Regions from separate parts of the Mus musculus genome. Here regions 1, 3, 4, 5 and 6 are each linked to region 2. The links are chromatin contacts, called in public Hi-C, HiChIP or PLAC-seq, Micro-C and capture Hi-C maps. All regions are on one chromosome and are shown on one strand. The core of a region is the stretch at or near the end of the contact, and the rest is flanking DNA. Distances in the headings are between cores, read along the strand shown.

The links. Hi-C and Micro-C count contacts between places; a contact is called where the count stands out from the background. HiChIP or PLAC-seq counts read pairs in DNA pulled down with a chosen protein or histone mark. Capture Hi-C pulls out chosen DNA fragments and counts their contacts.
Region 1: a contact with region 2 is called in a Micro-C map of the G1E-ER4 cell line, with 3 times the contacts expected there. The contact joins the enhancer-like site here to the promoter of Crtap in region 2. A contact is called at or near these places in 3 of 39 promoter capture datasets (the 3T3-L1 cell line, embryonic stem cells and liver), 25 of 484 Hi-C or Micro-C datasets (the AML12 cell line, B cells, the Ba/F3 cell line and 17 more), 7 of 115 datasets of contacts at active chromatin or transcription factors (bone marrow-derived macrophages, embryonic basal ganglia, embryonic hindbrain and 4 more) and 2 of 9 other capture datasets (embryonic stem cells and liver).
Region 3: a contact with region 2 is called in an H3K27ac HiChIP or PLAC-seq map of extraembryonic endoderm stem cells. The contact joins the promoter of Cmtm7 here to the promoter of Crtap in region 2. A contact is called at or near these places in 1 of 484 Hi-C or Micro-C datasets (embryonic stem cells), 2 of 115 datasets of contacts at active chromatin or transcription factors (extraembryonic endoderm stem cells and memory CD8 T cells) and 1 of 9 other capture datasets (adipose tissue).
Region 4: a contact with region 2 is called in a Micro-C map of embryonic stem cells, with 4 times the contacts expected there. The contact joins the promoter of Cmtm6 here to the promoter of Crtap in region 2.
Region 5: a contact with region 2 is called in a Hi-C map of extraembryonic endoderm stem cells, with 2.4 times the contacts expected there. The contact joins the promoter of Fbxl2 here to the promoter of Crtap in region 2. A contact is called at or near these places in 2 of 39 promoter capture datasets (hippocampal neurons and stem cell-derived epiblast-like cells), 3 of 484 Hi-C or Micro-C datasets (the Ba/F3 cell line, embryonic stem cells and extraembryonic endoderm stem cells) and 9 of 115 datasets of contacts at active chromatin or transcription factors (astrocytes, embryonic basal ganglia, embryonic forebrain and 4 more).
Region 6: a contact with region 2 is called in a capture Hi-C map of macrophages, with 2.4 times the contacts expected there. The contact joins the promoter of Susd5 here to the promoter of Crtap in region 2. A contact is called at or near these places in 1 of 484 Hi-C or Micro-C datasets (embryonic stem cells), 2 of 115 datasets of contacts at active chromatin or transcription factors (embryonic stem cells and stem cell-derived neural progenitor cells) and 2 of 9 other capture datasets (embryonic stem cells and macrophages).

Annotation. Positions count from the first base shown.
Region 1 is chr9:113,968,175-113,972,756 of GRCm38.p6, reverse strand. Ubp1 (upstream binding protein 1) reads right to left here. Exons shown (of 16, transcript NM_001372510.1): 12 at 3,341-3,431; 13 at 2,497-2,615; 14 at 1-6. It also overlaps a transcript of Fbxl2 not described here. Among named protein-coding and RNA genes, the nearest start is that of Ubp1, 39 kb to the right of the region's middle. Within about 2 kb of position 3,191, at least 34 of the 459 cell types and tissues checked have an H3K27ac peak or open chromatin away from gene starts, as enhancers often do. A contact at or near this core is called in the G1E-ER4 cell line, where this site is marked.
Region 2 is chr9:114,389,368-114,394,045 of GRCm38.p6, reverse strand. Crtap (cartilage associated protein) reads left to right here and starts at 3,334. Exons shown (of 7, transcript NM_019922.2): 1 at 3,334-3,914. The coding sequence starts at 3,447.
Region 3 is chr9:114,780,339-114,784,611 of GRCm38.p6, reverse strand. It overlaps Cmtm7 (CKLF-like MARVEL transmembrane domain containing 7), which reads left to right and starts at 2,619. Exons shown (of 5, transcript NM_133978.2): 1 at 2,619-2,944. The coding sequence starts at 2,810. It overlaps Gm9888 (a long non-coding RNA gene), which reads right to left. Exons shown (of 3, transcript XR_003948087.1): 3 at 2,940-3,314.
Region 4 is chr9:114,729,163-114,733,827 of GRCm38.p6, reverse strand. It overlaps Cmtm6 (CKLF-like MARVEL transmembrane domain containing 6), which reads right to left and starts at 2,625. Exons shown (of 4, transcript NM_026036.3): 1 at 2,455-2,625. The coding sequence starts at 2,592.
Region 5 is chr9:114,025,439-114,029,640 of GRCm38.p6, reverse strand. Fbxl2 (F-box and leucine-rich repeat protein 2) reads left to right here and starts at 2,890. Exons shown (of 15, transcript NM_178624.6): 1 at 2,890-2,948. The coding sequence starts at 2,946.
Region 6 is chr9:114,054,644-114,058,954 of GRCm38.p6, reverse strand. It overlaps Susd5 (sushi domain containing 5), which reads right to left and starts at 1,601. Exons shown (of 5, transcript NM_001101510.1): 1 at 1,311-1,601. The coding sequence starts at 1,410. It overlaps Gm36883 (a long non-coding RNA gene), which reads left to right and starts at 1,656. Exons shown (of 3, transcript XR_379916.4): 1 at 1,656-3,523.

The sequences.
Region 1 (4,582 bases), core at 1,942-4,441, 420 kb after region 2:
GATAAACTGAAAAAGAGAAAGATAGCACTTTAACAATACTATGACGTTTTACACTTGATCTATATACAGTCTAACTTTTCTTTTTTTTAAAAAAAAATATTTATTTATTATATGTAAGTACACTGTAGCTGTCTTCAGCTACACCAAAAGAGGGCATCCAATCTCATAACAGATGGTTGTGAGCCACCATGTGGTTGCTGGGGTTTGAACTCTGGACCTCTGAAAGAGCAGTCAGTGCTCTTAACTGCTGAGCAGTCTCTCCAGCCCCCAGTCCATCTTTTCAAAGTGCCAAAATAATAAAATTCAAATTTAGAAACAGGAACAAAGTAACATTTCTTTGCCCCTTTAAATTCTCTACCCACCTAATTGACGTATAAGAACACGTTATTTATGCTCATGTATAATAAATACTCTGTATAAAACTATATGACTTTCATTTTTCTATAACAGCTTCATATATTGAGGGGTAAAAGAAAAGCATCAGGGATCAGAGTCATCAGGGTAACGGACTGGGGCAAAGGATGAAAAAAAAAATGTACATGGGTTACAATATCCTGTTGTGGGTACAATAGGAGGAGCAAGCTTTAAAAAAAGAAAAAGTGTGTTTCTAATTATGCATAAAAAACTCTAAAAGGAGTCTAAACCAGTAATTCTCCAAATGAGGATATAAGACTAAAAATTATCTGTCACCTCCAATACCCCCAAAAATTAAAAAAAAAAAAAAAAAATGGAGACAGCGCCCTACGAAAAATAAGGATACAGAAAATGGGAGTCTGGTTCTTAAGAAGTCCCAGCCTCAGTTCAACATCTACTGTCTGACATTTCTGTCCATGCCTTGAATACAACGGCACTCTGAGTCTGTGTGTCAGCATTAGTCAAATGCGTCCTGCTCAAACTGACTCAAACCAGACATGGGCCTCACGAGGGAAGTGAGCAGCGCCATGCACAGGAACCGCCATGCACAGGAACCATTCTGAGCAGCTTAGGTTAGAGCTCAAAACTGACGACAGTGCTGGAGGAGCACTACGTCACTGTGTGGGGACTCCTTCCTGCCCTCTGGTTCTTTTAATAAAATGACACAACTTTCTGTTTATAGGAACAGGGTCAAAGCTATTTATCACAGCCTGAAGAAGTCACAGAGGGCAGGCTGTGAACAAGTTCAATGCAGGAAAGCCCCTGTGTCCAAAGAGTTACTACCTGGTCTTTAGCTCACTAAAGCTGAATGGTTAAGGATAAAATAAAGGTCTCCCATGTCTCCACTACTCCCGTACAACACTCATCTCTGAACACACATATGCCCTAATACTACACTCCTGGCAAAATGTGAGTGATGTGTATGACGGTGATACAGAGAGCTCCTTTAAGAATCTCATGACCTGCTGGGCAGTGGTGTCGAACACCCTTAATCCCAGCACTTGGGGGGCAGAGGCAGGTAGATTTCTGAGTTCGAGGCCAGCCTGGTCTACAGAGTGAGTTCCAGGACAGCCAGGGCTACACAGAGAAACCCTGTCTTAAAACAAACAAACCAAAACAAAACAAACCCCAAAAAAGAAGAATCTCATGTCCTTAGTCTTAAAAGCCACAGCTGTGATCACTGCTCTTCCATTCATTTAAAGAAATCCAAGCCATGAGGCATTTCTCAGAGCTCTACTACTATCAGCTACCTCTTAGAATGCCACAATACATGTTTCCCTGAAGCTGAATGTCACCGTCATTCTGTTTCAGAATGTGAGAGAGGGGACATTGATACCATCACACAAATGAGAGCAAGGTGTGCTGCTGCACACCGGTAACCTCGGTGCTTTGGAGGATGAATTCATTTAGGAGAATGGCAGTGCCGAGACCAGCTTAGGCTACCTAGTAAGACCTGGGCCCAACCTGTCACACTCCTAAAATGTTTCTAATCAAAGGAGGGAGGGAAAAGGAGACGGGAGAGGCCAGAGTGCTTCACACTGTCCAACTGAGATAAATCTGCAAGGCAAAGAAGTCCTCCTTAGTCAGAAGGTAAACTATACAGCTTGTGCTAACACTGACCCTTAAATACACAGCTCCCACCATCCTGCCTGCAGGGAACACAATGGATGCTCACCCCAGGTGGGTGAGGAGGAGGGTGGAGGAAGACTGCTACATCCACTTGTCTTTGTTCATGTGTGATAGTCAGGAGTTGTGTCCCCCCAGTCCCCATCTAGTTAATGAAATGGAGGGGGAAAAGACCTAAGAAACCCAAACCAAAACAACAACCTCTTTCCCCAGCAAGCAACCAATGTGACATTCATCCAGAAAGCCTCAAGCAAGTTATTGTTCTGACTGCTGGGAATGTCTTACATAAAAGTCATAAAAAGAGATCTACAGCATGCATAGCGAGGACAAAGAAAGTTCTAGTTTCCTCCTTTCCCCAGGACTTGACCCTACAGCTGCTCCTAGTGCTTGCTCGGCAGTCCCGCGCTCACATCAGAGTCTGAGGGAGTATGGGAAGGAAACGCCCTCAATACCCACCGGAGGGCGTCCCACCGCCACTTTCACCTCCACTGCCTGCAGCTTGTGGCTGCCCTTGCAGCGCGGTGCTACTCGGCTGCTCCTGGCAGACATAGATGGTTAAGCGGGGCCTAACCGACCTGTAATCAGAAGATGCCATCAATGAGACTGTGAGGGTAAGCTGCCCCAGCAGGTACAATCAACAACTACAGGAATCTACGGTCTAGTTTTCCTGGTGAGAACTTTACAGTGTTATTTCATTATGCAAAATAATTTTCTAATAAAAATATTAAAAACCACACACCTCACACCAACTATCACAGGTCCAGACTCTAAACCATTGAGATGGTCTGTCAGATGCTGGTAAATTTAAGTTTTAAGATTGATTAAGCAATTTGAAATCAGTAAGGCTGGAGTTTACTCAAGTCTCAGCACACAAGTCTAGAGACAGTAATGGCAGCAGTGGGTCTCAAAGCCAGCACAGTCACAGTTCTAGCATTCTAATTGACAGTTACAAGTTCACATTTAATAACTGCTTAACAATAATCATGACCTTGAAAACCATAGATTCTGTAGAGCTCACCTAAATTAGAAGTTTTGTTTTCTTGGCAACAAACCCAGTCGTCTTCAAGAAATCAGTCCTGCCCATGTGCATTGCTACCAGTCTTAGTCTACCTCTGCCCTCATCAGTGCCTGCCCTGAAGGTGTACACAAAACAGTCTTCTCGTGAGCACAATGCTGCCGATGCTTGGTGGCGCACACAGGCACACGCCAACCTAGCGTGGAAACACATTCTGCCCACCAAAGCCCCCACGCAGAGAAAAGTCCACTTTCAGCTCACGCAAAATAGTCTGTGGTATTTTACCTTGACTTCAGGGAATTATAGAGCCGAATTCCATCGGCTGCACCACAAATCTGAACTAAATCCTCCTTTGTCAGCTTTAATAAGTCGGCACCTGGAAAATAGCAGAGATCCTCAAATAAGCAAGACAGGAATGGACAGAGCTGCTGCTTCACAGTGTCACTGCACAGGTCTGTCCGTCTGCGCAGCAACAGGTATCCTGGAGTACACACAGCCACGATTAACACAGAAACCACATGCTGTGGTAACAAGGTGCCAGAAGCTGATAAGTCAGTGGCCATGGCCAGGAGGCCCGTCTGCTCCCAATACAAGACTCCTTATTCCTTATCTGCCTTTCTTTCCTTGTCGCTGGGCTGTGGGTAACCCTGTTTCTGAATCTCCCTAACGCCCTGGTGCTGCTTTTTTTCCTTTTTAAAAACATAAATGGAATATTGACATTTGGTGAACTTTGCCCAAAGTCACCAGTGAGTGAGAAGCAAAGTGGAGAGCGGGTTTCATTACAGCACTGTGTGCAATACAAGTTAGACACTATAAAGTTCCATCCCCACAGCCCGTTCTAACAGGAGAGCTTAGTAGAAGATCACCCTGTTCCTTCAGATTGCTTCCCTAAGTACTTGGTGTCTAGGATTTGCCTTAAAAGCATCAAAAAGGGCAGTGTATATAAGGGAGAAGTGGATACAAGACTGAACAAGCACTGGGCACCAGTGAAATTGGGGTAGTCAGAGAAAGTCTTTCATGTACTCAATACTTACTATATTTGGAGATGTATACAAAATCTTTTTACTCTTTTAATATCAGTCAAGACCTTCCAGACCTTAATATATGACTTCATATATTAAACATCTACTCCCATATGCAGAAGATAACGGCGTTGCTTCACTTGCTCGCTTTGTTTCAGAGGCTCAAATGAAAGGGCTTGACAGAGTCCTAGCTTATAAATAAATAAAAACCAGAGAGGCCTAACTCCCATGAGACGTGAGCCTGTATGGAGTCACTCTTGGAAAGAAATAGCAGAGAAAGAGGTTCTCTGTCTATTAGGGTCACACAGCTCTGAAGCAGGGATCCTAGTTGTGACATCTGTAACTCATGAAGAGATATATCCCAGCTGGTGATAGTGAATCCCAGCTCTGAACTGTGATGACCACCTAAGAGACCTCACTGTCCTCACTGTCTCCTGCCATTCTCTTTGGTGCTGCAGCTCAGGTGATGTGCCAGAGAGCGGCTCAGCAGGAACCCTTGAGAGGA
Region 2 (4,678 bases), core at 2,085-4,584:
TCCTAGTCTCTGAATAATCACAGTGGTATTCTGTCTACATCAAATGTTATAACTACATGGGGCCCAACGAGTTATTGATTTGGCACAAGGCATGTTAGCCCACTAGTGTCTCGAGTGTAATTTAACTTCTATAGTTGTCAACGTACAACCAGAGGATGACATAATCTGCATTTCCAGGTGTTCTTGAAAGATCAGAAGGTCTGGCCATACCAGGCCCCAAGTCCCAGGGATAACATATCAGACATAAGGTCTGAGAAGCCCAGTGTTCTTGTCTTCTCGACACAGCCAAACATGGTCTGAGAGAAGCCTCAGCTGAGGAATTGTCTAGATCAGTGAACATGCCTGTGACACAGTGTATTGATTATTAATTGCTGTAGGAGGGCCTGGCCTACTGTGATGGAGGGCACCATTCCTTGGGTGGATGGTTCTGAGCTGGGAAAGAAAGTTAGCTAAGCCAGGTATGGTGGCACATGCTTTTTACCCCATACACACACACACACACACATATTTATATTTTTACACACACACACACACACACACACACACACACACACACACACACACACACATATATATCTTGTGAGTTTTAGGAGGCCAGCCTGGTCTAAATAGTATCAGGCTAGCCAGGGCTATGCAGTGATACCCTGACTACAAACAAACAAACAAATAAATATTTAAAAGTAAAAGAAAAGAAAGCCAGTATGAGCCTGAGTGAGCCAAAAAGCAAAATCCTTCAACGGTACCGGCCATGAATTCCTGTCCTGACGTCCCTCAACGATAGCTACGACCTGGAGGTATAAAATAGACACTTTCCTCTCTAAATTGCTTGTGGCCAGTGTTTAATCACAGCCGCAGAACTCTGTGCTAGTTAATTTGTTTATCAACTGAATACAAACTAGAGTCATCTGAAAAGAGGGAACGTCGATTTAGAAAATGCCCCTATCAGGTTGGCCTACTAGCGAGTCTTTGGGGGCATTTTCTTGAATAATGACTGATGTGGGAGGGCCCAGCTCACTGCGGGTGTTGCCAGCCCTGAGTCCTGGGTGGTATAAATAAATAGATAGATAAATAAACCAAGCTAAGCAGGTCATGGGAGCACGGCAGTAGGAGAATTCATCTATGGCTCTGCGTCAGTGCCTGCCTCCAGATTCCTGCCTTGGCTGCTGCTGCTGGACTGTGACCTGCAAGCCAAATAAACTATTTTATGTACAAGTTGCCTTTGGCCATGATGTTTTAACGCAGCTACATAATGTAGGTCAGACAAATACCCACCCTCCCTAGTTCTGAGAACCAAACCCAGGACCTCGCACATATTAGGTAAGTACTCAGCCATTTTTTACAATTTTAATTTTTTAAAAGCTTGCGTCCAGAGGTATTTTGCTTGCCTGGTGTACCACACATGGGCCTGGTGGTTACAGAGGCCAGAAGAGGGAATCGAATGCCCGGAAATAGAGTCACATGAGGTGGTGAGGCACCATGTGCATGCTGAGAATCGAACCCAAGATCTCTGGGAGGGAAGACTGTTCTTAACCACTGAGCCATCTCTGCAGCTTTGTTTTTTGTTTTTGTTTTTGTTTTTTTGAGACAAGGTTTCTCTGTGTAGCCCTGGCTGTCCTGGAACTCACTCTGTAGACCAGGCTGGCCTCGAACTCAGAAATCTGCCTGCCTCTGCCTCCAGAGTGCTGGGATTAAAGGCGTACGCCACCTAGCCCGGCTGTTAATTAGTATTTGAGATAAGGTATGGCCATAACAAATACAAGAAGACCAACTACTGGTTGCTCTCATTTACAGAGAAGGTGCTTGATTTATTCAGATTTTTTAAAAAAAGATTTATTTATTATATGTAAGTACACTGTAGCTGTCCTCAGATACTCCAGAAGAGCGCATCAGATTTCGTTACGGATGGTTTGTGAGCCACCATGTGGTTGCTGGGAATTGAACTCAGGATCTCTGGAGGAGCAGTCAGTGCTCTTAACCACTGAGCCATCTCTCCAGCCCTTATTCAGATTTCTGATATCTCCAATTCTAATCTTACAGTCATATGATCTAATATTAATCCCAACGCCCATCCATTTATTGAATAGCACAGTAAATACAGTATTGAAAAGGAATGAGGAATTCTTGTTGTAATAAATCCTTTACAGGAACCTCCCCAAGAACCTGGTTTTCCTGGCCTCCTGACCGGGAACCGCACCCAGGTACCACAGCACGGGTGTGGAGGTCAAACATTGACGTGGAGGAGCCGATTCTGTTTTCCCAAAGTGTCCTGAGATTGAACTCAGGTCATCAGGCTTGGTACCAAGTGCCTTTAGCAGCTAATCTCGGAAGTTCTAAATACCTTCTGTTTTTGTTTGTTTGTTTTAGACAAGGTCTCATTGTGTAGCCTAGGCTGCTCCGGAACTCAGAGACTCACTGCTTCTGCCTTCTAAAAGTGCTGGGATCAAAGGTGAGCCAGTCAGCTTCTAAGTTTTACAAAAGGGTATGTGTATATGTATGTGTGTGTATATATATATATATATATATATATATATATATATATATATATATATACATACATACATACATACATATTTTACAAAAGGGTATGTGTATATGTATGTATGTATATATATATAGTTTTGAATTCTATCCCTATACCTTTGCTGTAAACTATTTCAAAGTGTACAGAATTTTTTTTTTCAAGACAGGGTTTCTCTGTGTAGCCTTGGCTGTCCTGGAACTCACTCTGTAGACCAGGCTGGCCTCGAACTCAGAGATCCGCCTGCCTCTGCCTCCCGAGTGCTGGGATTAAAGGCGTGCGCCACCACGCCCAGCTCAGAATTTTTTTCTTAATGCTGTCTTCATCATATAGCTCAGGTAAATTCCTCCAGCATCCTAAGACGTAATATATCCTCAACTAGACAAGTCACACGATATTCAAGGAGCCACCGGTATTCTTACTAATTTTATCCATGCAACATCCTCTAAAACCTTAGGTCAATAGCATTGCTATTCAAAGTGTGAAGCCTGTAAACCCGCAGCCTATTATTTATGGCAGGCTTAGCGATGTAAATTTGAAATAAATTTGAACTATAGTGGGAGTTTAAGGCTAATCTGGGCTACAGCTAGGAGACCGAGTCGAAAACTAAAACGCACCCCAACCAGGATGTGGTGAACCAGAAATTAGGCGTGCGCGGCCCATACATTCTTAAAGTGATTATAAACTTTCTTTCCTGTCAAAGATGGGAGTTCCACGCACCGCAGGCTGGCCTGGAATTCACTTGGGTCCTACCCCTCCACCTTTCAGAGGCAAAGGCTGAGCACCTCCTCCAGGCACGCCCATCTCGGTCCCCCGGCGAGGAGGTCTGCCGGACGGGGCGGGCCACGGCCCGCTTCCCCGCCTCCCTTCCTAGGCCTGCCGCGTCGCGCGTCCTCAGCTCGGGGCTCTGGTTCGTGGGCCACGCGCGATGGGGCCCCGCAGCCCTACGGCCGCGTTGCTGGTGCTGCTGTGTGTCGGGTGCGCGCCGACCCCCGGGCGCGGGCAGTACGAGCGCTACAGCTTCCGCAGCTTCCCGCGGGACGAGCTGATGCCGCTCGAGTCGGCCTACCGCCACGCGCTCGACCAGTACAGCGGCGAGCACTGGGCCGAGAGCGTGGGCTACCTGGAGGTGAGCCTGCGGCTGCACCGTCTGCTGCGCGACAGCGAGGCCTTCTGCCACCGCAACTGCAGCGCGGCCACGCCAGCACCCGCGCCCGCCGGCCCGGCCAGCCACGCCGAACTACGCCTCTTCGGCAGCGTGCTGCGCCGCGCGCAGTGCCTCAAGCGCTGCAAGCAGGGCCTGCCCGCCTTCCGCCAGTCGCAGCCCAGCCGCTCAGTGCTGGCGGACTTTCAGCAGCGCGAGCCCTACAAGTTTCTGCAGTTCGCCTACTTCAAGGTAAGGGCACTCGCCCCACCCCGAACCCCGCCCTGCCAAACCCCGCCCACTCTACCGAGCCGCTCTCTGTCGAGCCCAGGTCGCCGCCCCCGAGCCCCGCCCACAGAACCCCTTCCGGCTGATCCGGTCTAGCCGACCCCAGCTCCCAAACCACTTCTGCCCTATCCCAATCCCCCCAGCAAGCCTGCAGTCCAGTTGAGCCTCGCCCACCCAGGCCCCGCCAATCACATCTCCTGTCCTGTGTCCAGGACCATCCCCCTCTGCACAATCACCCTCCCTCAAAATTTGTCCTACCGAACAGGGTCCAATCTTGCCCCACCCTCCCTTGTGAGCGCTCACCAGCAGCATCCCATATTGGGCCTCCCTTGGGCCACTTCTCTAGGTCTAGCCCCACCAAGCCCAAGGCTCAGCCCTGCCACTCAACCTCGAGCATCATTCCTTTATCCTTTGATTTTTTTTTTCTCATTTATATTTTTATGTGCGTGCGTGCTGTGTGAAATCTGTGTGCCTGTGTCTGTGTGTATACCATGTCATACGTGTGTGGATGCCTATGGAGGCCAGAAGAGGGCAGCAGATCCCTTGGAGCTGAAATTAGAGGTGATTGTGAGCCACCCAGTGTAACCTGAGTACAGGGAACAGAGAGAACTTTGGGTCCTCTGCAAGGGCAGGACGTGCCCTTATCCACTGAGCTATGGCTCCAGTCCCCTTCACCCAGGTTCTGCCACAGAGCTCTGCTAAAGCTCTCCAAATCCCGCCCTTCCTCC
Region 3 (4,273 bases), core at 1,370-3,869, 390 kb before region 2:
AATTGCTCCCTTCACAAGAAAAAAATCCCTTCAGGGTATTAGCACAGAAAAGGATTCTAAATGCAAAACGCATCTCTGTTTGAAGCACTAAAAATCCATTCAGGTGAAAAACGGGTTCAAAGCCAGTCTTTCTAGCCCCAAGGCAATTAGTCTAATTTTAATGGAAAAGATGGCATTTTGTGGGAAAATGGGCTTTTTTTTTTAATGTAGTGGGAAAAAGTCAAAGAAAATAACATGTAATGCCAAGGTATAAGCACATGTGTGTGTGCACGATGCACACACGTGTCCACTGCACACGTGTGCACACAGGAAGAGCTAACCTAGAAAGGACTCATGTTGAGGTGACGTCTCGTCGAGTTAAAGTGCTCCCTGCACAAACTTGAGGACCTGAGCTCTGATCCTTGCACCCACACAGAAAGCTGGGTGAGGCAGCAGGGCCTGCAACCCCTGCACTGCAGAGGCAGAGACAGGAGAATCCCTGAGACTTGCTGCCCAGTCTAGCCTTCTTGACGAGCCCTGTTAGAAATGAAATCTAGCTGTTCATTTTCAAAGATGCCTGGAGCCAGTTTAGGTCCTGCTACAAAATAATAATAATAATAATTTATAAATAAATAATTTTTAAAAATCAGGCTCCTGCTAATGCCTGCTGGTCTAGCTGTCACCTGCAACCAAACCCTGCTCAGTTACCCACCCACCCTCTCCTGCCCAAACTAGAAGTTTAGAGTAGAAAATTGCTCACAGCCAAGCTTGCCTGCACAGCCTTGAGTCTGACAACTTTAAAATAAACAACATACAGATGGTGCACACCTTTAATCCCAGCACTCGGAGGCAGAGGCATGTGGATCTCTGTGAGTTCAAGGCCAGGTTGGTCTTCCTACCGAGTTCCAGGACAGCCAGGGATACTTAGTGAGACCGTGTCTCAAAGGCAAGTACACAAAAAGTGACCTGTAAGCAGGACACTGTCATGGGCAGGGAAGGTTTGATACATCTGATACGGTTGATGCTGTAAGCTGGGACCTATGCAAAGGTAGGTACTTAGAATACATGAGAGAAGAGGAGACTGTGGGGTTTTTGGCGTTATAAGGGGTAACCATTTTGGCTGAGCATATTAGCAAAATGTATAGTCTGATCTCTGGCCATTTTAACTTTTGATGAGGCTTCAATCTTGTTGACTATCAAAACAAAAAAGTCTTCCTTGGACTGGAGAGATGACTCATTGAATGATTAAGAGCACCAGCTGCTCTTCCAGAGAACCCAAGTTCAATTCCCAGCCTGCACATGGCAACTTAAAACTGTAACTCCAGCTTTGTAATTTCTTCTGGCTTCTGCAGGCACCCGGCACACACATGGCGCACAGAGCTAGATGTGGGCAGAACACCCATACACATAAAATAAATTCACTAAGTTAAAAAAAAAATCAAAGAATCTATTTAAAAAAAAAAGTCTTAGGCAGTAGTGGCACACGCTTTTAACCCCAGTACTGGGGAGGCAGAGGCAGACAGATCTCTGAGTTTGAGGCCAGCCTGGATTCCAGAGTGAGTTCCAGGACAGCCAGTAATATACAGAGAAACCCTGCGTGTGGGCAGGGAGCATAAATTAGGACTAACCTGGTGTTGTTTGACTTCTAACACTGAGACAAACAAACTTCTATTCACCCCAGGTCCAATAACAGACCAGGAAAAGAAAAGTAAACATTCCATCATGAGACAAAAGAATCTCTCCTCTTTTCTTAGGCTGCTTTTATCAGACATTTTCTATGTCCTGAGATAGACGAATCTCTCTTCACCGAAGAGTAAGGTAGACAGAGTGACAGAGCAGGACACTAGACATCCTCCACTGGCCTCTGTATACACACACACACACACACACACACACACACACACACATACATACTTAAAAAGATGTACTGCGATGCTGAGAGTGGTGTCCTGATTAGCTTTAACTGTCGACTTTGACAGTGCCTAGAGTCACCTCGGTTGGGTATGGTATCATTCCAGCACCCGGGAAGCAGAGGCAAGGAGAATACCTGCGAGTTTGAGGCTAGCTGGGTTTATACAGGAGTTCCAGGTTAGCCAGTGGTACACACTGAGAGCCTGGCTTGTTTGTTTGTTTTGTTTGTTTTTGAGGCAGGATCTCTCTGTGTAGTCCTGGCTGTCCTGGGGCTCACTATGTAGACTAGGTTGACCTCGAACTCACAGAGATCCTCCTGCCTCTGCCTTCCTAGTGCTGGAATTAAAAATAAGTGCTACCCAACTCTGGCAAGAGAGAGTATGTTTTTAGAAAGAAAGAAAAAAAGGCAAAAATAACAACAACAAAAAAAAATAATAAGAAAGAAAGCAGAATGGTGGGAGGGTGGGGGAGGAAGGTCCTGAGGCGATGGACCTGTTTTTATTGCTGTAGGTGATGGTGGCACAGGTGCGTGCCCCGTGCACACACACAGAAGCAGAAATGAACAGCGCAGCACGGTATGCTCAGGGCATTTCCCCCTACTCGTGTCAGTACCTAGTAGCAGCCGCACCCACACAAAAAATCCCTGGAGGCTCATCACCAGCTGTGACCTGGGCGGTGCGCTCCTGGGAGAGGCCAGGGCCCCAGGCGTCCGGTTTCCTGCCCACGCCAGTCCAACTTCCGCGTGTCTAGAGGGCAGGGGCTTGCGGGGCATCTGCTCCCGAGTCCTCTCCGGGTCCGGCCGCAGCTGGGAAGAGGGAGCCGTGCGCCCCGCCCCTGAGGCTCCGCCCCGTCCCGTCCCAGCTTCACCGGCCAGAGGTCCCCGGGCCTCGGAGGCGGCCAGCCCGGGCTGGGTCGCGCGATGTCTCATGGATCGGGGCTCGTCCGGACCACGTGCAGCAGCGGCGGCGCGCTGGGGCCAGGCCAGCCCTCGGAGGGACTGCTGGACCGGGTGTACCCGCTCACCCACGGCGCCCTGTTCAAAGTGGCGCAGATGGTAAGAAGAGTGGAGTGGAACCTGGGGACCCGTACACGGGGCTGCACCTGGCCCGGACCTTGGGAGCACCGCGCGCCCCTTTGATGCCCCAGTGTCCCCCTAGAAAGTTCCGGGAACAGCCGACAGGATCCCTGGCCCCCTCACTTCTCCAGCTGCCTCCCTACCGGGCCCAGCTCACTTCCCCACCGAAACCCGGGGTGCGAGTTCCTCCTCGTCTTCCTTCCTCTTCTCCAGGCCGCACGTCTCGCACCCGGGCTGGGGGAGGGAGAGTCTCCTGCTATCCCCTGCCATCTCCAGGCCGCGCACGGGCTCCCGCCCGAGAGGGTAGAGCTCGGCGACAAGAGGGCTCGGCTTGACTTTCGAATCTCTGCTGGGGATCGGGAGAAGCGCCGCCTTTCAGACCATCGCCAGGTCCCCTGCGCCCTGTCAGCCTTCCGAGGCGCCTCAGAAGGCAGAACTAGTTAACTAGGTTAACTAGGCAGGCTTGTGGCTAGGGGGCTTCTGGTGCTCGCTTGGAGCCAGGCAGGGCAAGGCGAGCAGCCGGCTGTTACTGTGACCAGAGCTGCACAAAAGCTTCTGGCCCGACCAGAAGTTTACCAGGCCTGATCCTGTTCGCTCTCTACCCACCCTTCTTTTTTCCCTCCCGTTTTTGTTTTTCAACCTCTGTGCAAATGTCTCGTCTACAATACCTTTTCTGTTTGTGTGGTGTGTTTTGAAACTGGGCTGGGCCGTTTGAATTCCCTACTTATCATGGGTGGAGAGGGGAGTGGTGGTTTGTAGAAAGCTGCGGAGAGATGTAGGGACCCCAGTGCAAGGTCACAGACCCGGAAGCTGGGACCTGCCAGCGAAGCTGGAGCAGCCTCCCCCCTCCCCGACCCCCCCCCCCCGGGGCTGGTACAGGGCCAGAGCTTTGTGCCTTCCATAACCGTTATTTTGGATGCCTAGAGTGTAGAAAGGTGGGAGGAAGACGTTCCGCCTCTCCTGAGAAGGGTGCCTAAATGGACCAAGATTGGGACACAGGCAGTTTTAATACGGAACTAAAAAGGTCTGGTGCTAAGCAGTCTTGGATTTGAGTGGATGGTGTGTGGGACCCAGGCTAAGGGCTTTGATCAGCCAAATAAAAGCCCGAGAGGCCACCTCTTTGATCATTAAAGGATGGTTGGAGTCAAAGAGACTTTACAGTCTTACGCCCATGCGAAGACGAGGGCCGCGGCAGAGATTTGGATCAGGCCTCTGCCTTGATCCATAAGGGAAGCCGATGGGAAGGGAATGCCCTTGCTGGGCCGTGACTTGGGTGCACAAAATTAATGGCGATGAGAATGCTGGTCC
Region 4 (4,665 bases), core at 1,376-3,875, 340 kb before region 2:
CCTCCACTATAGATGTCAGACGGACAAGCCTTTGACAAGAGGCAGGTCAGACGTGACGGGTACAGCAGCACTGCTCCAAGACTAGTTTTACACTTGTATTGGAATCTCCCGGGTTTGCAGGCTCACCACGTGCCCCTTGATATTTAGCTTGGTAAGAGCAAGTCCCAAGCAGCCTGGGAGATCTAAGGGTGGAAAGAACCTAGAGGTGACCTAGCCCCACCACCACCACTCTCCCAGGTCTATTGTTTCACAACAGGCTTCTTTTCTCTTTGCAGTCTTAGAAAACCTGCTAATAAGATTCATGGGCCCAGAATAACCGAATCACATACAAACACTGCAAATGCACTTCCCGAGGCTTGAAGGTTCCTTGTTAACACACTATGCCTCTGCTTCTGATTCTGGTGTCTCCACACCCTTGTTTTCTTATCAGAGCTCTGCAATTCTATTAGGCTTTAAATCAACTAAAGACTAGGAGAAGTCTTGCCTACAGCCCTCAGCCTGGCCAAACAGACCTCATCTATAGCTTTCTTGGGACTTTCTTTAGTAACCCTGTAGTATATTTTTATTGTTAATAAGTAAGACTGTATTAAAACAGAAAAAGCAGGAACAAAACGGCAACTATAAAAATGAAAAAGTGGGCAGTGGTGGTAGTACTAGCCTTTAATCCTAGCACTTGGGAGGCAGAGGCAGGCAGAACTCTTGAGTTCAAAGCCGGCCTAGCCTACAGAGTGAGTTTCAAAACAGCCAGCCTGGGGTGGAGGTGGGGTGTATAGGGAGTAAAGTATTTAAAGAAAGCATGCTTTAGCATTACAAGTTCCCCATAACAAACGGATTTCACAGAGTGCTTTGCTCTATTCCCATGATGGCAAATACACACAGAGCAGCTAACGACCTTTTCAAGGCAAACTCATCTCTATGGTTCAACTGCAAAACACCAGCAAAACTTCGGGTTGTGTCCTATTCTGAAGACACAGAGCTAAGGCCTGCTGAACTATAATAATGAGAATTTTTTACTCCGGCTTTAGCATTTCTTATTAGAAAAAGAAATAAAAGCAACTAAAAATAAGAGATTTTGTTCTGCACACCCATGCAGAAGACCAATAGAGATGACTTCCTTGGAGCAAACAGAAATTTCTCTGTTCAAAAGGTTCCATTAGACACATGTGTTTACTGCAGAGAAGGGCAAAAGAGAAGCGCAAAAGAGACACAATCTGGAGCTGTTGCTATAGCACAGTAGGCAGAGCACTTGCCTCGCATGCACAAGGCCCTGGGTTCAATTCTCCGCACCACATAGACCGCACGGTGGAGCACACCTGTAATCCCAGCACTGTGGAGACAGCAGTATCAGGAGTTCAAAGGTCATCCTCTACATTAGTGAGTCTAAAGTTAACTGGACTACATGAGACTTGAGACCCTGTGAAAAAAGAGTGGAAGAGAAGGAATGGAAAGGAGAGGGGGAGGAAGAGAGGAACAAGGGGAGAGAGGGAGAAGGAAAAGAAGGAGGTGGAAGGGTGGGGGCAAAACCACACCCATCTGGGTTAAAGGAACAGGTTCTGCAAATGCGCAAAGACGGGGAACCCAGGTGCCTGCGGAACCTAAAGGTGTCCACTGCAGACATCTTAGGAGGATGTAGGGGGTTACACAAGACCAGATCTACTTATCACTTGTCTCTGAATGATTTCCTCTCATCCCCAAGCTGGCACCTAAAAGCAGCGCCAGTTTTCTAACTGCTGGCTTTCTACTTCAGGAAAGTAGGTCAACTGAGTTCCAAGAATGTAAGTTCTGATTATCGGCGTTTTGAGAATTTTAAATCTTCCCAAGAAAGGCAGTGGGCCACTTTTAGCATAAATGGCTCACAAAACTAAACAAAACCCATAAACATTCTAAACAATTTGGTTTTCCGAAAAGTGTCTTCTTGAAAAACCTTAATACCCATTGGCAGCTGAGACACAGCAGGAGTATCATAATTTAAATAGCAAAGATGACTACAGTTTCACGCCTAGGCGGAAATAAAGAGAAGCAGGTTCAGGTTCTCTCACCCGCACACATGAAGCAGAAAGATGCCCTTTCGACTCTCTCTGCCTTGATCAAACTCACTGTGCAAGTTAAACACATACACAAACTATCCGACATGTTATATTGCCCTAATGGGCCAGCACCCGGAAAACCGCAAAAGCCAGAAAAGATAAACAGAAAGCACTACGTTGTCTGAAACACAAGCATTCTGGGCGATAATGAAAGAATTCTAGCTGAGAGAAGGGAAAAAGGGTTTAAGAGGCTGAGGCCGGGCCACGGGTAGGCGGTGGACGGCAACGCCTCCTTCCCGGGTAGGAAGGGAAGGAACTGGGGTGTGGAAACGGCTGCTTCCCGAACGAGGAGGCCGAGCGAGCGGCAGCCTCGAGGCATCCACCCCAGCCCTCAGCCCACAGGTCCCGGCCGCCGCCGTAGGCTCACCAGCTGCAAGCCTTTGAGGATGCGCCGATGCCAAGGGAGCCTGCCCAGGACGAAGTAGGCGGCCAGGCCGCTGCGCGCACCCCTGCCAGTGCCCGGGGCCGCCTCGGTGGTGGGACTGTAGACCGCTCCGTTCTCCATCGCCCGCAAACACTCGCTCACCCAGCTAAACTCTCGGCCGAGCGGTAGGGGGCGTCACTTCCTGGGACTCCGCCCACGCTTCCGGTCAACTCCGCCCTCCTCACGCCTCGTCACGCCCCCTCGCTTGCTGAGCTCCAGCCCATAGAATTTCTCTCCCTTTGCCACGCCCCCATGGTTTGCCGCGCCTCTTGTTCGCCACACCCCTCTGCCTTTCCTGCTCTCTGGTTAACTCTCGACAGTTTCTTTCTTTTTTTGGGTTTTTATTTTATTTATTTATTTATTTTTGGTTTTTCGAGACAGGGTTTCTCCGTGTAGCCCTGGCTATCCTGGAACTCACTCTGTAGACCAGGCTGGCCTCGAACTCAGAAATCTGCCTGCCTCTGCCTCCCAAGTGCTGGGATTAAAGGCGTTGCGCCACCACTGCCCGGCTAACTCTTGACAGTTTCATGCTTTCGATGGACTTCAGCTTTTTTGTTTTTTGGATTTTTTAAATTACACTTTGATTAATCTATCTATTTTATCTATATTTTTAATCTATCTATCTATCGATCTATCTATCCATCCGTCCATCCACCTATCTAAGAAGGAGCGTTGTGCTGAGGTCAGAAAACTATTCTGAGTCATTTCTTCCTGAGAATTGAATTCATTTTCAGGCTTAGTAACTGGCGCCTTTACCTACTGAGCCACCTCTCCGCCCTGACTTGATCTGTGTCTTTTAGTTTCGTTTCGGTCTGATTTAAAAATAAAAGAAATAAAACCAAGGTTTCACGTGCCCAGACTAGCCTAGAACTATGTACATAGCCAGCACTAGTCTGCAACTAGTGACAATCCTCCTGCCTCTGTCTCTGAAGTGCTGAGATTACAGGCACGTGCTCCTCCTCCCCTCAGCCTGTTTTGTTTTTTTAAAACTGCCAGAGATCACATTGAGGTCCTTCTGTATGCTAACCGCCCTCCTCCCCCGCGCCCGTCCCCGTCTCCCCCCGCCCCGCCCCCCCGCCCCCCCCCCCGTTGAGCTGCACCCCTCCATGCTCCTCCCACAGAGATTTGACTTATTTCTCACGTCTCACTATCTTCCATCTTTCAGATAGTCATCTTCTCATGGGCGGGAGGGGTGCACCCGCGTATGAAGGTGCAGGCTCGCGCGGGTGCAAGTGTGGAGGTCAGAAGTCAACCTTGAGTATGTTCCTCAGGCACCATCTACCCTGTTTTAGGGCAGTGTGTCTCACTGAACCTAGCTTACTAGATAGGTGAGGCTAAAAGGCTAAGAAGACCCAGAGATCAGCGTCCCGCCTTGCCAGCTCCGCCGTTACAAGCACAGGCTACATTGGTCTTTTTATATGGGTTCTAGGAATCGAACTCACATCACCAATGGCAGCCAGCACTTTACCAGCTAAGCTGTCTTCCCTGTTCTTGTTTTTCAGTATCATTGGATGTTTACAGTACAACTGAAAACCAGATCTGGATATTAAGTTTACTGCCCCGTGCCAACCAGAGACAGAAAATCCTTTCTGGCAGGACAGTTAGCAGATTAATGAAAATTTCAAAGGACAATTAACAAAAAGATTAATCAGAGTGTCAGATATTGATATATGACATGAACATACTGACCATGCCAACAGATGAGTGGACAAAAGAAATGCAGAACATTTAGTGGAATTTTACTCAAGTTTATTGTTCTTGTTTTGTGAAACCATGACATCTGTAGGAAAATGAATACAACAGAGTATTACTGTGAAGGGAAATAAGGCACATTCAAAAGACAAAGGCCATATGGTCTGTCTCATATGTAGGTCCTAGATTTTAAAATTATATTTATGGGGCTGGAGAGATGGCTCAGTGGTTAAAAGCAATTTCTGCTCTTTAATAGAATCTAAGTCTGGTTCCCAGCACCCACATAGGGTGGCTTACAACCACCTGTAACTCCAGTTCCAAGGGATCCAATGTCCTTCTATGGACTCTCCTGATATATGCATATATGCACACTCTCCGTGTGTGTCTGTCTCTGATCTCTGTCTCTCTCTGTCTCTCTCTTTCTCTCTCTCACACACACACCCCTGCACAAATATACAAAGG
Region 5 (4,202 bases), core at 1,641-4,140, 360 kb after region 2:
TCTACTTTCTCATCTCTGTGCAGGTAGCCACAGCTGCTGTGTGTCTGTGATGACAATGGCCATGTGTCGAAGAGAGTGTCTCACAGAGCTTCTCCCTGTCTTCTGGGTCTTGCAGTCTCTCTTCTCTTCCTTCCTAGTGGCCCCTGGTCCTTGGAGGGCTGAGCAGAAATGACTTGTTCTCAGCACTTGGATTAACTCATGAGTCTCTGTGTTAACTGTTTCCCATTGCAACAGAAGCCCCTCTTGGCCACCATCTCTGTACTCAGTCTGAACATGAGTTTTGGACACAGATGTTCAAACCGTAGGGCAAAGAGACAAATTTAGGCAGGAGATGATGGTGTCAGTGAGAGAATAAGATGAGAAAATAGATTTCAAGATATAGATATACACTTTCTATATCTGCAGTTGTATGGATAGTGTGTGTGTCTGTGCATGGGCGTGTGTGTGTGTGTGTATGGGGTCCACATGTGTATGTCTGCACACACGTGTGTGCGCACGCATGTGAAGACAAAAGGATACCTTTGGGTGCTCCTCAGGTACCATTCACCTTGTTTTCCGAGACAAGGTCTCACGCTGTCTTACTAAGTAGCCAGCGAGCTCCAGGGAGCTCTTGTCTCAGATCTCACAGTACTGGGGTTACAATTGCAGGCCACCATGACTGACCTTTTTCTCTCTTGAATACCTGTCCTAGGGACCAAACTCAAGTCCTTCTGCCTGTGTGACAAGTACTTGATGGTCCAAGCCATCTCCCCTGCCCTTGAGGACATGTTTTTGTTTTATTTTTGTGAGACAATGTTTCTTTATGTCCTGGAACTCACTATGTAGACCAGGCTGGCCTCAAGCTCACAGAGGTCCTCCCATCTCTGTCTTCCAAATGCTGGGATTAAGGGCTTGCACCACCACACCCTCATTTTTTTTTTTTTTTAAAGACAGATTTGAGAAGGTTTGTTAATGGAAAGCAAGGTCAAAGGGTGGAAAGGCGGGGAGGGCATCAAGAACAATTTGATCAGAGCAACCAGGCAACACTAGAAGTGTTTGCTGAGGTTGGAAAGACCAGGGAGCAAGAACCTTGGGAATGTAAAGCCAGTGGTGTCTGTCAGGCACCGCAGGGGAGATGTCAGGGTGATTTTTATATCTAGTTAGTTAGCTTTGAGCCAGGGTCTCATGGAGCCTACACTGGCTCAGACTTCCTGTGCAGCAAGGAGGATAGATCACCTTGAACCTCGGACCCTCCAGCCTACTGTTCATGAGCATCTGCGATGGCTGTTGATTGTCAGCCTGACTCTATCTGGAATGAAACTCAGTCCAGATATGGAAAGATCACAGCCATGATTCGAATTTTGAGGCAGGAAGACAACATACTTTTGCTTCAGATCTTGAGGCTGGAAGATATGATCTTATTCTGCTGCCTGTGGGTCAAGATGTAGAACTCTCGGCTCCTGCCTGCACGCTGCCCTGCTTCTTGTCACGATGATCATGGACTGAACCTCTAAAACTGTAAGCTAGCCCCAGCTAATGTTTGCCTTTATAAGAGTTGCCTTGGTCATGGTGTCTGTTCACGGCAGTAAAACCCTAAGACACCACCATACAAGGTTTCTGCAGTGTTGTAGATCAAACCCAGGGTTCCTGCATGCGAGCTAGGCAAGCGCCCTACCAGCTGAACCTCATTCCTATACTAAATATTTCTTCTCTATCAGGTTGATGGACTGGATCTGAGGGTATCCAAATTTTATTCAGCCACATTTAAAAAACCCAACAAATTGCCATCTGATTTACTAAATTAGAAACTATGCTTATTAAGCTACATCAGTAAAAGAGCTACAAAGACTACACATATCAATGTGTTTATGTGTTTGACATGGGGTCTCTCTATATTGGTCAGTCTTGATTTGGACTCCTGACTCAAGAGACCCTGCTGCCCTCTGTCTCCCAAGTACTTAGGATTCCACCTTAGCCACTTGGCACCAGTTTAAGGATAATACTTTTTAATCAAAGGAAGTAGCTTATAGAATAAATGCATGTTTCAGAATGTATTTAATTGGAAGCATGCAAGCGAGTAGATTAGAATACCAGCCGTGACCATTTCAGGTGCAGGCATTTACTGTGATCGGATTCATTGATCATTTAAAACGGCCTCAACAATTGAGTGCCATCTTGGGTGATTGGTATTTGTTTTGGTTTTGGTTTTGGTTTTTCAAGACAAGGTCATATATATCCCAGGCTGACCTCGAGCTCGCTGAGGATGACCTATCTGGTCCTCCAGGTTTCACCTCCCTATGCCGAGGTTACAGGTGTACACCACCATGCTAGGTTTATGTGGCACTGGGGATGGAACCCAGGGCTTCATGCACCCGAGGCAATTGGCTGCCAACTAAAAGTCACATTCCCAGCTCCAACAATTTAGGGTTTTGTTGTTGTTTGTTCCTTTAAAAACTATTTATTTTATGTATATGAGTACACTGTCATTCTCTTCAGACACACCAGAAGAGGGTACCAGATCCTGTTACAGATGGTTGTGAGCCACCATGCTGTTGCTAGGAATTGAACTCAGGACCTCTAGAGGAGCTTTCACCACTGAGCCATCTCTCCAGCCCCTTGTTTGTTTGTTTATTTTAATAGAGAGAATCCACAAAGGTATTTTGCTCTGGCCAGTGCATATCTGGGACACCTGTCGGTTGTAAGGGCGTCAAGGTGATGCTGATGCTGTGGTGATGGGAAAGGACTAGGTGTGGAGCCCCAGGGCAGCCAGCTCCCTCCTCAGAGCTGCGTGGGGCAAGGAGAAGTGGGCGGGCCGAAGGGCGTGCCTACGGATCACGTGGCAGTCGCAGGCCAATAGCGGTCTCCGAGCCCACCTTGAGGCCGGGGCGGGGCGTCGGGCTGGCGTCACCAGGACAACGGGCGTCGCCGGCGCCGTGTGACTTCAGGCTGTGGGCGCGCTCGCGGCCATGGTGAGTCTGGGGCCCGCGCCTGCGGGGCAGCGGAGATGCTGGGCGCCTAGGGGAGGACGCAGAGAAGCGCCTAGGGCTGCTGGGCGGGGCAGGGCAGGGCAGGGCCGGGTCGGATGAGGCCGGGCGCGTCAGGGCAGGGCAGAGCAGGGCAGGGCAAGGCTGGTGAGATCGGTCCTGAGAAACCAGGTTCCCAGGTCCTGGATGCCAGGGGGCACCGGGACGCTGTGCTCTCTGTTGCACACCCGGGACCTCCACTCTGTGGACCACCCCGACGCGGTGACGCTGTTCGTCACGAGCGTGCCCGGGAAGCCACCAGAGGGTGTGGTTACATAGATACCCACAGCCACACATTTCAGGCTGCGTACTTCAGGCTGCTTTTATGCAATGATGTCAATACCGAACCATGCATTTGATTCAAGTTCTACGTCCTAACGGGGCTCCCAGCACGACGGGATTTAATGGGTGGCTTCAGAGATACCCTTTCACCCCTTTTATAAAAATAGAAAGCATTGAGCTGAACTTTTTTTTTTTTCCTGAGTGCTGCACTTTCAGTGAGAGATTTAATGAATCTGTCATTAGTACGTTGTAAACGCCTTACAGAAGCCGTTAGCTTTGCTCAATAAACTTGAAAGGCTGTGGGCAGGCCACCTGGCCTCCATTAGCTTCTTGTTTGAAGCCTTAATTGACTTGGCTTGGGTGCTGGCTCTAATGGGCAAGGTTACGCCGTGATTTCTTGAGAGTCCCCCATCTGGAAGAGAAGTGGGCTCCCTGGTTTGTGACGCTTCCTGGGAATAGGATATTTGAGGGTCAGCTAATGGAGAAGTGCCTAATTTTAAGAAATACGTATCTAGAGGTCCGGTGAGATGGTTCAGGGGTTAAAGGAACTTGTTGCCAATCCTGATGACCTGAGTTTTCTACCCCTGACCCATGAGTGTCGGGAGCAGAGAGTCTGTAAATTATCCTCTGACCTCTCTCTGTACAGGGCATGTCCTCCATATAAATAATGCAAGGAAAAAAATATGTATCTGCCATGAGTGATTAGATGGGATTTGCTTGGTGTGTGTGTGTGTAGGCACGGTGTGAGGTTCAGAGGTCAATGATCATCTTTCTCCATCCCTGTCTACCGTATTTTACTGAACCTGGACTCACCGACTTGGCTAGGCTGGGGGGTCCTCACTCTCACCCATGACTTCCGCATCACTGTGGTTACAGGCACCACACACAAGTGGGCTGTGCTGTAGAGCATCTGTGTTC
Region 6 (4,311 bases), core at 352-2,851, 330 kb after region 2:
GATTTCTAAAAACGATCTTTATTTATTTATTTACTTAGATTTTTAACAATTGGGGCCAAGGCTATGGCCCAGTGGTGGGATGTTTCTACAGCACTGCCACTTAAATTAATTGGTAACTAATTAGGAGTCATAACAACCTTTAGAGTTAAAAAATGTTCTCTCTTAATGCTTAAAGCCATGGCCAGGGCCAGCACGACACATACAAACCTGGCCCCGTCGTGTCTGTGGAGTGACAGTGTCCCCTCACCGTTTTCTCATGCACCAGGGGTTACTTTCCCTGACCTTCAGCTTCATCTTTTATGCTTTACCAAATTAAAATAACGATATTTCAATCTACGCAAAGCTTCCTAAATCAGTGTAGGGCTTTTCTCCCCTATTGGTCGAGGTTGTCCTAAGGGTGGACTTTCTAGAAACGCTCTGAGGCTGAGGACAGCAGGCTCCCTTCACATCCTCCCGTTCAGAGGGGTTTTGTTCCGACGTCTAAACACAGCTGAATTCGCTTTTCAAACGGAAATTGTATTGACACAGGGCTCTAATCCCACCAGTTTCAGGCAAGTATCAAAAGCCGAATTCAAGGGCCAGCGAGATGGCTCAGTGGTAAGGGTGCTTGCTGCCAAGCCTGATGACCAGAATTCCATCCCAGGGACCCGCGTAGTGCACCGGGAAAGAGTGAATCCAAGTTGTCTTCTGACTTTCACACTCATACGATGGCAAGCATGCATGTAAACACCCCTTCCCCGAATTTGTAAAATTAAAACTGAATTCGGATTTTAAAAACAAAGTAAAGCACAAACACAGAATAAATACTAAATGTTTTAAAATGTTAAAGCTAAGCTCGGGTTCAATAAGACAAAGTGGGTCAGCATCATCTGGCTGCCTGGTTTTCCATCTCCTGTCCAAGGCATCCACCCCTACCTGGCAGCTCGGCTCCCGCCGTGCTGTTTGTTTTGTGTCCCCCCAAACCCCTAGCGCCTCAGCTGGAGCTGTGTCCTCTACCCGAGACACCCTGCTTCCCTGTTGGCCCAGGGCATTGATCCCCACAAGATCTTCCTGGACAACTCGCAGATTTTCTAACATCAGCCTCGGGGAGGGGCACCCACTTATGAGAAAAGGAGGAAGATGATAAATCAGTCCCAGTAGGGGAAGTTCGAGGGCAGCCTAGACGTGACTCTGGAGCTCTCTCCGGGGAAGGGGGGCAGGAGGTGGTGGGGAGCGCGGGGAAGGGCCGGGGCCGGTGATGCTGGGGCTCAGGGTGGCCAGTCCCAGGCAACATCTCCGGCCCGATTGGCCTCCGGGCTGCGGACACTCACCCTCGGCGCGCACGGGGGGCGGCTGCAGAGCCAGCAGGAGCAGCGCGGCGCAGAGCGCAGGCAGGCTGCCGGGCGCCGGCCATAGTGGCCCCGCGCTCATGGTGGAGGCGTCCGCGGACTGAGCGCGGCCAGAGAGGTCCGGGGGATGCTGGTACCGCGGCCGGGGATGCTACGGGAGTCGCAGCCGGAGCGCTGGGACCTGCGAACTCCCGGGGGTCTCGGTGGCGCCACCCAGGCGGCTGCCGTCCGGCTCCGCCTTCGCGCCGGGCACCTGGGAGCTGTGGTGCCAAAAGGGGCTGCACCCGGGGCCTGGAGGGCGGGCAGTGGGTACCCCCGAGGGGAGGACCGTCGTCACGCAGGGTTGGCTGGGCGCAGGCTTATAGACAGAAGCTTCTTTAAACGAACGGTTTTTTAAATGAAGAAGGGAAGCTGCTGATTTGCTAGCCTCGGTCCTCAGGACAGCGAGCTCCTCCATCCTATTAGGGAAAGGCCATCTTGGGGCTGAGATGTGACTCAGTTGGCAGAGGGCTTGCCTGGCAGGCACGGAGCCTGAGTTCTATTCTCCAGCACCGCAGAGAACCAGGCGTGGTGGTAATAGCTGATAATCTCAACACACTAGGAGGATGGCAGAGGTTAGAGGGAGTGCATCTAATTTAAATATTTCCTTCAAAGGCATTTCCTACATCACCTCAGAGTTCCTAAACATCATTATCACTCAGATCTTGGTGACCTCCAGAGCGCTTAGAATTCTCAGGTTTGGAGAGTGGTTGGTCTGAGAAGCTGCACTCTTAAGTGTCTTAAGACGCTTATCAGCCCCAAGGTTGGTCCCACCTGGGACAGAAGGTCCCTTCCAGTTCACAGGGTCCTGCCTCTCCAGCAGCGGCTCACTGGAGAGCACATAACCCCAGCTCTCTTGCCTGGCCTGGTGGTTAATGTCCCTGTAATCCTGGCATTCTGGAGTCTAAGGCAGGGGAATTGCTACCAGTTCCAGGCCAGCAAGACTCGACTCAATTACTCAATCAATAGAGAATAATAGCATTGTTAAGATTAATACAGTAATGGTTCTGTGCAGTTTGTAAATCCCCTTCATATTAATGTACGCAGCCAGTAAATGGGTGTCATGTGCCCTTAACATGGCTGCCCCTGTGTTTGATGTAACAGTCCCATAGTTTGTCCTTTTGAAAAGTCCTGTTTAGGTGAGCCAAATGCTGAAGGGCAAGCAGGAGTTTGGTGCTAAACCATGAGTAGCTGTCTGCAGTTAGTGAGCTATGGGAGAAACTGGCTTCTCACAGTATGGTCTGGGATTTGAACCACATCAGGCACAAGACAGACATCATTTTCCAGCTCACATTATTTACATGAGCCAAAGCTAATCTGGAGCTCACTATTTAGCCCAGGTTAACCTCACACTCACATCCCTCCCACCAACACCCCCACAGATAGTGAGTGCTACCGTACGTAGCCCAAGGCTTCACACAACTTTCAATTGTGTGTGTGTGTGTGTGTGCCTTTAACAACCCAAACCATCTTGCTAGCCCTCACATAACTTTCAGATTACACTAAAAGGACAGCAGCTCTCCTCCAAAGCAACCAGCGTGAATTAATCCCTTTAGGTGGTTAAGTTTCCCATTTCAAATGTAGGTATTTGAGGGTGTTGATGGGGTGAGGGCTGAGACTCATTCCCATGTAAGTATAAGTGAATTTACCTAGATACTTTCAGTTTAGCAGTTGTCAAGACAACCTAGGGGTGAGATCTCACATGTCTGGGCTGGAGGAGACACTGAAAGTTGCCTGCAAGAACACCAGGAGACCCATCTGACGGCAGTGCCTGCTAAACATCATAGAAGTCATTTTGCAACTCACTACCTAACCCTGATGGCATTTTAAACATTATCTTTGCTCAGGTCTGTCTTGGCCTGTCCTCCTCCGAGGAAATGGTATGTTCTAGAGGTATAATTTGTGCAAGCACAGGGGAAAACTGTCCAGCTGTCTCCCATGAGTGTATGCTTGCCTCCTGTCCTGGAAAAACACTGTGGCGTCTATACAGAAGAAACAAAAACGGACATCCACAGAAAGATTTGTTCAGAACTACTCATACTTCCCTCATTTGTGCCAATCAGGGGCAGCTTGGGCATCATCAGTGGATGAACAGCGTGACACATGGTGACATGTTCTAGTGGAATAGAATACCAGCTGGCAAGGAGAAGATCAAGGTAGGTTGCAAAGGACTGGACACTTACTCAGCATACGTGAAACCTCAGGTTCAACCTCAATGTGGGCATCTGTGGGGTGTGGGTGTGAGCCTTCAATCCCAGCATCTTCAGATGCTGAGGCAGGAGGTTCAAGGGTCAGAAGTTCAAGGTCACTCTTAGCTATATCAAGTGCAACCTGAGCCTACAAAATGTATCATAAAAACAGGCCAGCAAGAAGTCTCAAACAGGGCTGGTGAGATGGCTCAGCGGTTAAGAGCACTGACTGCTGTTCCGAAGGTCCTGAGTTCAATTCCCAGCAACCACATGATGGCTCACAACCATCCGTACAGCTACAGTGTACCCATATACAGATAGATAGATAGATAGATAGATAGATAGATAGATAGATAGATAGATAGATAGATAGATAGACAGGCAGACAGACAGACAGACAGATAGATAGATAGATAGGTGTAGATAGGTAGGTAGGTAGGTAGGTAGGTAGGTAGATAGATAGATAGATAGATAGATAGATAGATAGATAGATAGATAAAAGTCCCAAGCGTAGAAGGCACTTGCCCAGTAGTCTTTGACCTGATTCAATCTCTGCAGCCTGCACAGGGGAAGGAGAAAGCCAACTCCTTTTGGTGGTGCTCTGACCTCCACATTCAAATTGGGGCAAACACACCACACATCCACAAATAAACCAATGTTTAAAAACACACACACACACACACACACACACCAAAATAAATAAATAAAACCAAATATGGAGAAAAAGAAGCCAAATGCAAAAAGGTTCGTCCATA